Linked DNA regions of Gossypium hirsutum: region 2 is linked to region 1. A link is a contact called in public Hi-C data. All regions are on one chromosome and are shown on one strand. The core of a region is the stretch at or near the end of the contact, and the rest is flanking DNA. Distances in the headings are between cores, read along the strand shown.

What was found. Hi-C and Micro-C count contacts between places; a contact is called where the count stands out from the background.
Region 2: a Hi-C map of hypocotyl shows a contact between it and region 1, with 2.8 times the contacts expected there. The contact joins the promoter of LOC107959445 here to the enhancer-like site in region 1. A contact is called at or near these places in 7 of 34 Hi-C or Micro-C datasets (anther, callus, hypocotyl and 2 more).

Annotation. Positions count from the first base shown.
Region 1 is chrA11:61,617,433-61,622,820 of Gossypium_hirsutum_v2.1, reverse strand. No RefSeq gene overlaps it. Among protein-coding and RNA genes, the nearest start is that of LOC121210223, 4.1 kb to the left of the region's middle. Within about 2 kb of position 2,195, at least 2 of the 9 cell types and tissues checked have an H3K27ac peak or open chromatin away from gene starts, as enhancers often do. A contact at or near this core is called in hypocotyl, where this site is marked.
Region 2 is chrA11:61,982,270-61,988,090 of Gossypium_hirsutum_v2.1, reverse strand. LOC107959445 (probable amino-acid acetyltransferase NAGS2, chloroplastic) reads right to left here and starts at 3,976. Exons shown (of 9, transcript XM_016895516.2): 1 at 3,821-3,976; 2 at 3,414-3,565; 3 at 2,426-2,846; 4 at 2,232-2,329; 5 at 997-1,108; 6 at 599-758; 7 at 453-512; 8 at 218-290. The coding sequence starts at 3,496. LOC121209908 reads right to left here and starts at 4,812. Exons shown (of 1, transcript XM_041081832.1): 1 at 4,315-4,812. The coding sequence starts at 4,760. The coding sequence ends at 4,377.

The DNA of each region.
Region 1 (5,388 bases), core at 946-3,445:
ATATTTGGCATCCTTTGGAAGGCGTGCAAATCACAAATCTGGGAGAGAAACATTCTCTTTAGATTTTTTAATGAGGTTGATATTTCAAGGGTTGTTACTGGTGCTCCTTGGACCTTTAATAATCATCTCTTGATTTTACATAGGATTGGGGAAAATGAAGATCCAATGTTTGTTCCTTTGGTGTTCTCTAATTGGTGGATTCAGATTCATGATTTACCCCTAGACTTCTATAGGGATTCCATGGCAGTGCAATTTGGCAACTTTATTGGAAGGTTTCTGGAGTATGATACGAAGCAATTGGCAATTGGTAATATGAATTACATGCGCATACGTGTTCAACTTGATGTTCGAGTGCCCCTAATAAGACGAAAAAAAATTATGATCTCGTAAATCCACTTATGTTAAATTCAAGTATGAAAAATTAGCATTATTCTATTTCTTATGTGGATGTCTTGGGCATGGAGATAGTTTTTGTCCGAAACGGCTTCAATATGGATTGCAGGAAGTGGAATTGGGTTGGGATTTGTCATTAAGGGCGCAGGGGAAGAAAGCTTCCATTGCAAACAGTGTCTGGTTGCGAGGGAGTGGAGATAATAGTAATTTGGAAAGTTAAAATTTGGGCGCCAACACTCAAGCTCTAATTATGGAAGAAATTATGGGGGTAATTTTAATTCTGTTTTGGGAATTAATCTAGAAGGTTCAAATTTTTTAGCTACTTTAAATGAGTCCCAGAAAGGAAAGAATTTGAGTGGTAATGGTGGAGAAGATTTGACGGGTGGAAAAAATCAATTGCTGGGAGTTTCAATGAAAGGTGTTGTTACAAAAACTTCTAATGGGCTGGACCGTTTGCCTAGATTGGGGGTGGCATATATGGACTGTGAATTGGAAGAGGAACCTTTCTCCGATGACGACGAAAAAAAAAGATAGCAAGTTAATATACCGGGCTCTAATGTTTCTACGAGTCAAGATTCATTAGAGGCTGTGGATAGGCCTTCAGTTCATTCCAATTAGATATCGACAGCTGCCAGTGGGCAAACCAACCGACAACAATGAAAATCTTGGCTAGAATGTTCGCGGATTGGGGAGTCTGTGAGCAGTTAGAAGACTTCAGTATATGCTGAAGTTATACCATCCCCAAGTAGTCTTCTTTATAAACTAAATTAAGTCAAGAATGGATGTTGTTAGAAGGCGTTGTGGTTTTTTCAATGGTATCGATATTCTATCTGACGGTTCCCGAGGTGGTCTAAGTCTTAGATGGAATGGGAGAAATTTTGTTACTTTAAAGAGTTATTCAAGAAATCATATAGACGTCGAAATTCAAGATGATGAAGATGCTCCCCGTTGGAGATTTACTGGGTACTATGGGGCTCTGGAGGTCAGAAATAAACAAGAAACTTGGAATTTACTTCGAAGGTTGGGAAGAGATAATTCACTCCCTTGGTTAGTCAGTGGCGACTTCAATGATATTCTTTTTGCCCATGAAAAATAGAGGGGTTGCTAAGAGAAGAGGCTCGGATGAAGAGTTTTCGTAGAACGTTGGAAGAATGTTGCTTGGAGGATATTGGTTTTTCGGGAGCGTGGTTCACTTGGGAGAGGGGATGAGTAATGGAATATAACATTCGAGAACGAATCAATCGAGGAGTGGCTACAAACGAGTGGATACAAATGTTTCCATCATACTCTTTGCAACATTTGCCACACTCTTTTTTCGATCATTGCCCGCTGTTAATTGAGACGGAGAATGCTATTTTGGGGAAAAAAATTGGCTTGATTTTGTTTTGAATCTTGATGGACTCTAGAGGATTCCTGTGAGGAGGAGATTTAAAAGCTACGGGAGGAGTTCTGGCTCATACTTAAATCGCATAGATAATCTAGCTAATGGTTTGAAAGTTTGGGCGAACAAGTTTAGGCATAACCGAGGATGGGATGTGAAGCATCTTAATAGGAGGCTAGATGAACTAAATTGCAAAAAGCGATCACAGGAGATTTTAGAAAAGATTGCCAAGGTCAAACTTCATCTGAATATGGAGCTGGATAAGGAGGAAAAATATTGGGTGCAACGAGCCCGGGCTAATTGGTTGAAAATGGGAGATAAGAATACTGCTTTCTTCCATAAACATGCATCCCAGAGAAGGCGTATTAATCAAATTCGAGGTCTTCAACGAAACGATGGCTCTCTAACTATGGAAAGTAAAGAGGTGGAATCTATTGCTAGCAAGTATTTTTCAGAGCTTTTTACGTCTTCTAGGGTCTAAAATATGGAGTACATATTATCTAGGGTTCAATCATGTATTTCGAAGAGTATGAATCACCTTTTGTTGGCTACCTATGTTGAGGGAGAAATTCTTGAGGCGCTTAAAGGGATGGGTCCTACAAAAGCTTCGGGTGCTGACGGTTTTCCAACAATTTTCTACCAGAAGTACTAGCATATAGTTGGTAAGTATAATTGTGATTTCTATTTAGATATTCTGAATAATGGTAGTTCTTTGGAAGATATCAATAAGACGCTTCTGGTGTTGATTCCAAAGATTGCTAATCCTACCAATTTGAAAAACCATCGCCCTATCAGCTTATTTAATGTTATTTACAAGATTATTGCCAAGACAGTAGCTAATCGACTCCAAAAGGTATTGGATGGGTGTATAGATGATGCCCAAAGCGCGTATGTTCCTGGTCGTCTTATCTCAGACAACGTTTTACTTGCTTATGAAGTTCATTCTTTTAAGAATAGAAGGTCGGGTAAAAAAGGTTTCATGGCTTTAAAGTTGGACATGAATAAAGCATATGACAGAGTGGAGTGACCTTTTATTAAAGAAATGATGGCTAAGATGGGTTTTGAAGACAGGTTCATTAGTCTTACCCTCCATTGCGTCAATTCTGTCCAGTGCTCAATTTTAATTAATGGGGAGGAAGGGTCCAATTTCAAGGCTTCTAAGGGTTTGCGCCAAGGGGATCCGTTGAGTCCCTATTTATTTCTTTTTTGACGAGAAGGGCTTTCAGCATTAATGAGACTTGCAAGACAAGAAGGAAAAATTTTTGGTGCTAAGGTCAATCTATCAACTCCACCTATCACCCATCTCATGTTCGCCGATGACTATATTCTATTTGGAGAAACTTCAAGAAGGGGGATTTGTGTGCTAAAAGATATTCTTGAGCAATATGAGGATTGTTCAAGTCAGTGCGTAAACTTTGAAAAGTCAACTGTGTTTTTCAATTCAAATGTTAATGACCAAGATAAGAATTTGGTTTTTCAAATTCTTAACGTGCGATGCTCGATGAATCCTAAGAGATACCTTGGTCTTCCGATTATGGTGGGGCGAAAAAAAAAGTTGGCTTTCCAAAATCTAAAAGATCATTTAAAGCAAAGGATTAATAGTTGGAGCTTAAGACATATTTCACAGGGAGGCCGAGAGGTTTTTATGAAGGTTGTTTTACAAGCTATTCCTACTTACACAATGGCTTGCTTCCTATTGCCAAAATCTGTGCATGGAATTGGAATATATCATGGGGGCATTTTGGTGGAGGAAAAATCAAGGAAAACGAGGCATGCATTGGTGCGATTGGAAGTCTTTGTGCGCGTTAAAGGAAGACGGAGGTATGGGTTTTCGTAATTTAAATCATTTTAATATTACTTTATTGGCCAAACAGGGTTGGCGTTTATTACGTAATCCTAATTCTTTACTAGCACGTACTTTGAAAGCCAAATATTTTAAGGAGTCTGATTTTTTAAACTCAAGGTTGTGAAAGTTACCTTCCTTTACCTGGCAGAGTATTTGGACGGCCAAGGGCCTACTTCTGAAGAGGTTGGGCTGGAAGATTGGAAATGGAAAACATGTCTCCATTTGGGAAGACGCATGGATCCTTGGGAATGAGGATTTCCGAGTTCAGCATACATCTGTTAATATGAGCTTATTAAAAGTTGCTGATTTAATTGAGGCAAATGATAGAAAGTGGAAATCTGAGCTGATTTGTAATACCTTTTCAGAGCAGGAAGCGGAGCGGATTCTATGCATTCCTCTGTCGTTGTACGAGAATGATGACCTTATTATCTGACGGGGTAAGCCGACTGGGGAATATTCGGTGCGGAGTGACCATAAACTTCTCTTACACAATGATCAAAATGACTTAAAGACAAATTACAAACAATTTTACAAAAAGCTATGGAACTTAGATCTACCCTCTAAAATAAAGATTACAGCTTGGCGTGTTTCACGCAATTTTCTTCCTACTTTCAGTAACCTACAATATCGGCGACTGAGGGGATCTGCTTCTTGTAGTAGGTGCCAAAATGGTGTGGAGTCGAGGGAACATTTATTCCATGAATGTCCTACAGCAAAGGAAACATGGGAGAATTTGGGTATCAATTGGCCTATTCTAGAAGAAAATAATGATTTTAGGGACTGGTTACAGCTTATTTTCCAATCAAGGTCTACAGCTTTTTGCAGAGTTATAGTATGTACTCTATGGGCGATTTGGACATCCAGAAATAAATTTATCCACGAAGGTGAAGTTAAAACGGGTTCACAAATTGCTGACTTTGTTAAAAATTTTATGCTGGAATTGGATGGGCTGAAATCGTCAGTACCTGTTGAACATCTCTGTGTGGGTGGTTGGGTTGCTCCGATCGGAATGAGGCTGAAAATTAATTTTGACGCTGCTTTCAACAAACATAAGAAGGAATCGTGCTCTGGTTTAGTTATCCGGAATAATAAAGCGCAGATTATTGTTTCTAAAATAGTTATGAACTCGAACATACCATCAGCCTTTGCTGCTGAAGCCGTGGCGTGTCTTCAGGCGCTGCAACTTGGTTTATATCTTGGCTTGAGGAAAGTGGAGATCGAGGGTGACTCCCGGACGGTTATACGTAAGCTACAAGTGGAGTATGAGGATAGATCAGAGATTGCTGTGTTTATAAACGACTCTAAAAAATTAAGCTTGGGTTTCCAGACTTGTGTTTTCCTTTTTACAAACAGGGATGTTAACAAAGTTGCGCATCTCATTGCATCAGAAGGAATAAGAATGAGAGAGTCAACTTATCTGGTAAATCAGGTATTTTCTGTCACGGCAGAGATGGTGGCTGAGGATCAACGGAAGACAGAGAGCATGAGAGAACTGAGGAGTCGGAGGGTAGGAGATGAAGAAAAAAATGTTTGTTTGAATCTATCTGTGGAAGATCTTTCAGGAAGGAGGGTGTAATCATTGAAGTTGTTGGTTTTTGAAACGGTCAGTGGGTAATTAATTGTTGGCATTTAATTTCTGACCCTGCTTCTCACGCGTTTTGATGTTTTTCAAGAGGGGTTTCTTTTGGTTGGTTTCCAGCTGGAATAGAAGGCACTAGAGCTTCCCTTTTGTCGATTTTACTGGTTATATGTTTTGGGCTAATTTTTC
Region 2 (5,821 bases), core at 2,727-5,226, 360 kb before region 1:
AGGGTGTTCACTTTCTTACTCATAGGTACTGGTATAGTTCTACATGTCAAGATCTGGACATACATAATAGTGATAAACCGAAAGAACATTCCAACAAAACCAAACTCTCTCTCTCTCACTAAAAAACGTACTTCAAACTTATAAGTAAATGAAGCATGAAATAGCTGCATGCTTTTAATAATTAATGTTTAATAAGTAATGGGAGAAAAATGCAAACCAATCAGCAGGACGAGTAGTCAGCAGGAAAAGCATGTCCAATCCAAGGGAGGATACTTTCTTCTCGATGTAATCTGCCCAACAAGAGAATTATTATTAGGAATGATCTGATTGGATGACCACATAATAATATCCAGTAGAAATATCAAATCAAAACGATGGTCATAAAATCAAAAAATCACACTCAGATGAAATACAGCATCCTTCTATGCGTAGATAATCTGAACTGAACTTACCAGCAAATACATTTATACGCTTCCATAAGACAGAAACCAGCAAATTCTCACATTGCAACTCTGTCAACTTCACCAGAATAGGTAGCAAAGTATAATCATTTCCTATATGGCATAAGTAGTGAAGTCTAAGATGTTCAACATCATACCAAGCAATTTGTCTCCCTGCCCTTGTCCTCGGCATTCTGGAGAAACTGCGATACAAGCAACTTCTCCACACTTGTCCTTGAAGAAAGGAAAAAGAGCAGCACAAGCAATAATTTGACCTTCCCTTTCCATAACAATGAATGAATCTAGGATCTTAACTAGCTGCACAAACAAAAAACAACACAACATTATAATTTTCAGATGCTGGCTCCAACCCAAAAGAAAAAATGCAAATTTCCCTTACCATTTTGTTTGTTAAGACTTGAAACAGAGGCCAATTTTAACAAATTTCATCTTTACAACCAAAAGATCCCAAGAACAAGTAGAAGAAACAGAGCATGCAAAGTAGGACCAAACGTCTATTATGGTCCAATAAGCTCATAACTAAAACAGTACATACCTCCTCATCACTCCTGCGAACCAATGTACCAGACTCTTCTAAAGGTTGTAAGATTTGCTTGATTCCAGCAACATCTGTTTCCTTAGCCATCCTAGCCCCTTCATATAGATCACTAAATAACAAGCAATACCAGAGTCGATGAACAGAATGCAAAACAACTTAATGACTTACTAAATCTTGCAACAGCATTTCATGTAAATTAACAAAAAGTCAGTGTTGAAGCTGATCTCCATGCAGCTGGTATGAAGCAAGTGCAGCTGGAAGCTGGCCATGCAGGCTCGTGACAAGCATGCAGCAACCTTGGTTTTGTGTTGCTGTTAGATTTGAACTAATATTTTGTTCATTTTGAAGTCTAGTTTGCTATAAGCTTTTTGATTGATGTAATTTGATGTTGATGGAGCTGTTAACCAGCTTTGTGTTAATGTACAAGTTAAGTTTTTGTTATTTGGAAAGCTTAGTAGAAGTAGGTGTATGTTTAGGTAGAAATTTGACTTGTAAGTTTTTTTTTTTATTTTTGATATATGTAATGGCAATCTGCCTATGATGTATGTATGAAAAAATACAATTCATTTTTCCATCAATACTCTCAACTATTCTTCATGCTCCTTCTTTCTTTGCTTTAGTTCTGTTCTTGTTTTCCTTCCAATTTCTGCTCTTAAAGCCTAAACTTCAAGCATTTTTTCCTTCATTCTTTACCCGAGTATATTACGTTGTTGTTGGTGTTCTGTTTGCAACTCTTACTTTACCCGGTTAAAGTTCACTCAAACTCCAACAGTCAGCCACAAGAAGTTGCTCTGAGATCCCTAATCTTTGGAAAAGGGATTAGAACAACATATCCCTCCACTTTGTCTGTTGCTAAATGTTATGTGGCAGATTCGTGCATTACACACGCTCAACAACTAACTAAGAAGTGTCACATGCTTCTGAAAGCCAGGTTGGAAAATGGATTGTTATAGTACTAGAAAGTCCTCTTAATTATTAGTAAATTCAAATAATATGTACCTAACTCTACTTCTACTGATTACTTAGTTGCAAAAACATCCATTTTAGGTTAACCCTCCACCTCAGTGGGAGAGTCCACTAAGTCATCCAAGGATATAAATCATTCAGGGATTAAGAACTCACAAAGTAAATGCAGATACATATGAAATTAAGCTGACCATGTTTATGCTAATGCTTTCTGCCTATCAGCAAACATTTCCTTTAAGGTTAACCAATAAGTTCACTGCAAATACCTGGCCACCATTGTCCCCATTCCGTCTCTTTTGAATAGTTCCAACAATAAAACCCCGCCAATTGTGCCATCTAACAAGTGAACTCTTTGTACACCACCCTGACAATGAAGCAGAACTTGCAATTGGCCATTTTTTTTCTTCCATGGGGAAGTATCTACATTTACTAAGTTGGCAGAGAAACTATTGTAACTTACTCTGCAGACAAAAGCTGCAGCAGCCAACTCTGGAAGGTAACCATTTAGTCTACTTAGCCGCTCCAGACCTCCAATAGCAAAACCCTGTTCTCCAGACCATAGTCCAGTGCCATTATCAAAACCAATGCCATTCTGAAAGGTTGCGTAATATGTACTATTAGGAGCTTTGCCATTCTGCGAACAGTGGACAACTGCAGTAGAATCAGTATGTCCAATGCTAGTGAGATATTCAACAACAGCTTTCACATATTTGGTCGCTATCTCACTTTTCTCGGCCTGCTGACGGATTAGCATATCAGCTTCATGAAGAGGCAGGAAATTAATAAGGCGTCCATACTCATCCAAAATTGGGCCATCTATAATGCAAATAAGTTTATCTGCTCCAATAGCTAATGCACAAGCTGTAGCAACCTCATACGCACTGAAATTTATGAAAACATAAAAGTATATTAGCAATCAGGTTAAAATCAGTGGGAAGTAAAACAAAAAATTTAGGCTAGTAATGAGGCACCATGAAGTAAACATAAGTTTTAGTTAAATAGAACTAGCTTTCAAAATCAAACTACATATGCAAAGAATATAAGGACTGCTCATTCTGAGACAAAGTATATTCGATCCCTTAAGATATTGTAACTTCCACAGTGGGATATTTCTCTACCAAAACCTTATGATTGACATCTTGCTAAACCTAAAAATATACCTTACTGAGATAGACACCAAACTAAGTGATCCCTCAGTAAATGAGAAAAGCAACTTAGAACTAAATGAAGATAGAAATTGTAAAATGGGAAAAGATGCCTTTTCTCATTGCAGATGGCTTTCCTGATCAACAATAGCTGCTATAAGAGTTGCACAATATTAATCTCTCCCCCCCCCCCCCAAAAAAAAAAAACTCCTTTAGAATGATAAATCAAAGAATTTTCACTTCATCAGATAAGAGATAAAAAGCAAGCTGCAATAAAATACCACTGAAAGTTATATAGCATACTTGCAATTCAAAACTTCTCCAGAGCTAGAATACCCCAGATTGCTTAGTATCACTATACAACCACCATCAAGCCTCTCACACATGCGAGCAACATCTACTTTCTTTACTTCACCCGATGCTCCATAATCAACACCTTCGACAACTCCTCTTCTCTGCAAAAGGGTTTAAAAAGATTAAAATAAGCAAAAACAGAAGATGTCTAACAGCGAACTACATATCACATGCAAAAAACATGCTTTTACAGGCCACGCATCATCACTACACGTAAGCACGCAAGGAAAAAAAATTATATATTCCCACTATATGATTTACAAGGGTATAGTCATAGTTTCGAAGAGAAGAACATAAATCTACATAAAAGCATAACCCAAATCCAAATGTTATATAAAAAACAGGAACATTCTAACCTTGGCTGCAAGGAAGTTACCACCAGCAACACTGACACCAACTTCATGCAAACGGCTAGTATCTCCATGTCTACGAATATTAAATATGGAAGGTCCAGGTGAAAGTTTTGCTTCTATGGTTAGACGAATCCCTCCTGCCGCTTTAATTGCAGCGTCTAATGATTCAGAGTCTGTTATTCTATAGCTGCCAACATACTTGGGTTCACGCCCTGTAATGTTTCATAGTTCATCTTAAATGTTACAATCTACTTACGTAAACAAAAAAAGTCTAATCATAGTGAAAGCGAGAGATAAAGACTGGAATATTGAACATAAAATATTCGCTGAAATTCAGCAGAAAAATGTTTCTAAAATGAGAAATAAAGAACATGAAATGTTTTCCTTTTTTTTATTGGATCACCTTTCTCAGCCAAAAGCTTGTCGATCGTCACGTGAGTTCCTGGAACAAGAACAAATCTGATCCCCAGGAGATGCAAAAACGCAATATCCTGCAAATAAAAAGAAAAAGAAAAAAAACAATTTAAACCCTTGATCGTAAATAAGATCTAGAAGTTTTTTAAATTTCTTTTATTGATTTAGTATTTGCCTTTAAAATGACGTCTAAGAAGGGGGAAGCAACAATTTCGCCGGAAATAATAATAACAAAAGTGCCGCCACGATGGGCCCACAAGTAAGGCCAAGCCTCACGGAACCACAGCACGAACTGCTTATCGTCGACGGAGTTGTAAGTCTCGTCAACGCTATCGTCTTCGTTAATCACGTCGCGCTTAACCGACTCACCTCGTTTAGGCCTGGGTTTGTGTTTAAGAGACTGAGTCTGAAACTTCAATTGGGGCTTCAATCTCACGTCGCTGTTTCCGAAGCCATGACAGGATGAAAAAAGTTCGTTTCGTGCGGAGGAGAAGGGGGGTACGTAAGCCGTTGAAAATGAAGCAGCCATGCGTGGTGACTCTAACCATGAAATTTCAGTTATTTATTATATACTGCATGCATTAAACTTTAGTTGCAGTAACGATGTGTAAACTACTATTTATTCCAGTCACGCTGTGAGTAAAAATTATATTTTTATTAATTAAATTTTATTAAAAAACTAAAATTATATATAAATTAATTAAAAACATGAGAAAATTTTATGTAATAAATGTATTTATTAAATTTATCAATATTTTAACTACATAAAGTTAGATATTTATTATGTATAATATTTCGAATTCAAATTTTATCATAATTAATTTTTTATTAATTTGATATATTTAAAAATAATAATTTTATAAAAATTTTAATTTATGCATCAAAATATAATTTAATCATTTCACATTTGAGTTGGTAGGGGATGACTTATGACATCATATTAATAAAATATAAAAATTAACGATAAACCTGATTTTTTTTCTTTTTCATTTGCACATCGAAGGTGTGACAAGTCTCTTGTCCTGACTTCAATTAATACCAATTAGGTAGTAGGCCTCGAGGACGTTGATGACCCAATAGGAATTGGGTTACTGAAAAGGCCTTTGGGTTATAACTTATGAAGGTCCAAGTGATTGCAACATGAATCTAAATATATTTGAGACTGAATTTGACCTGGTCAATTTGCAAATTCGATATGGTGCAGATCAACAAGCTAAGCTGATAATCATCCTATTTACCTTTTGCTTATAGCCGAAGGATTGTAAGTATTTGTAGGATATGTAGAGCTTTAAGCGGAAAATTGAGTTCAATTTGTGTTTTTCTATCATGAGCTCACTTGGTGTTACAATAGTGAGGCTGTAACAATTTGTAAGGGAATCGGGCTTCAAATCATCTATTGTATTTGAGAATACAGTGGACACTCTTCTCCGTAAGATTTTGTAAATGTAAATTAAGTTTCAACTACATTAACAATTTATGTTCCAAATTTTCATTCTTTTTGCATTTATTTATTAGTGTACTAATAAATGTGCCCACATCACTTTGTTTCATAATATAATATCTATTTTTTTTATTATGAACAATAATCTC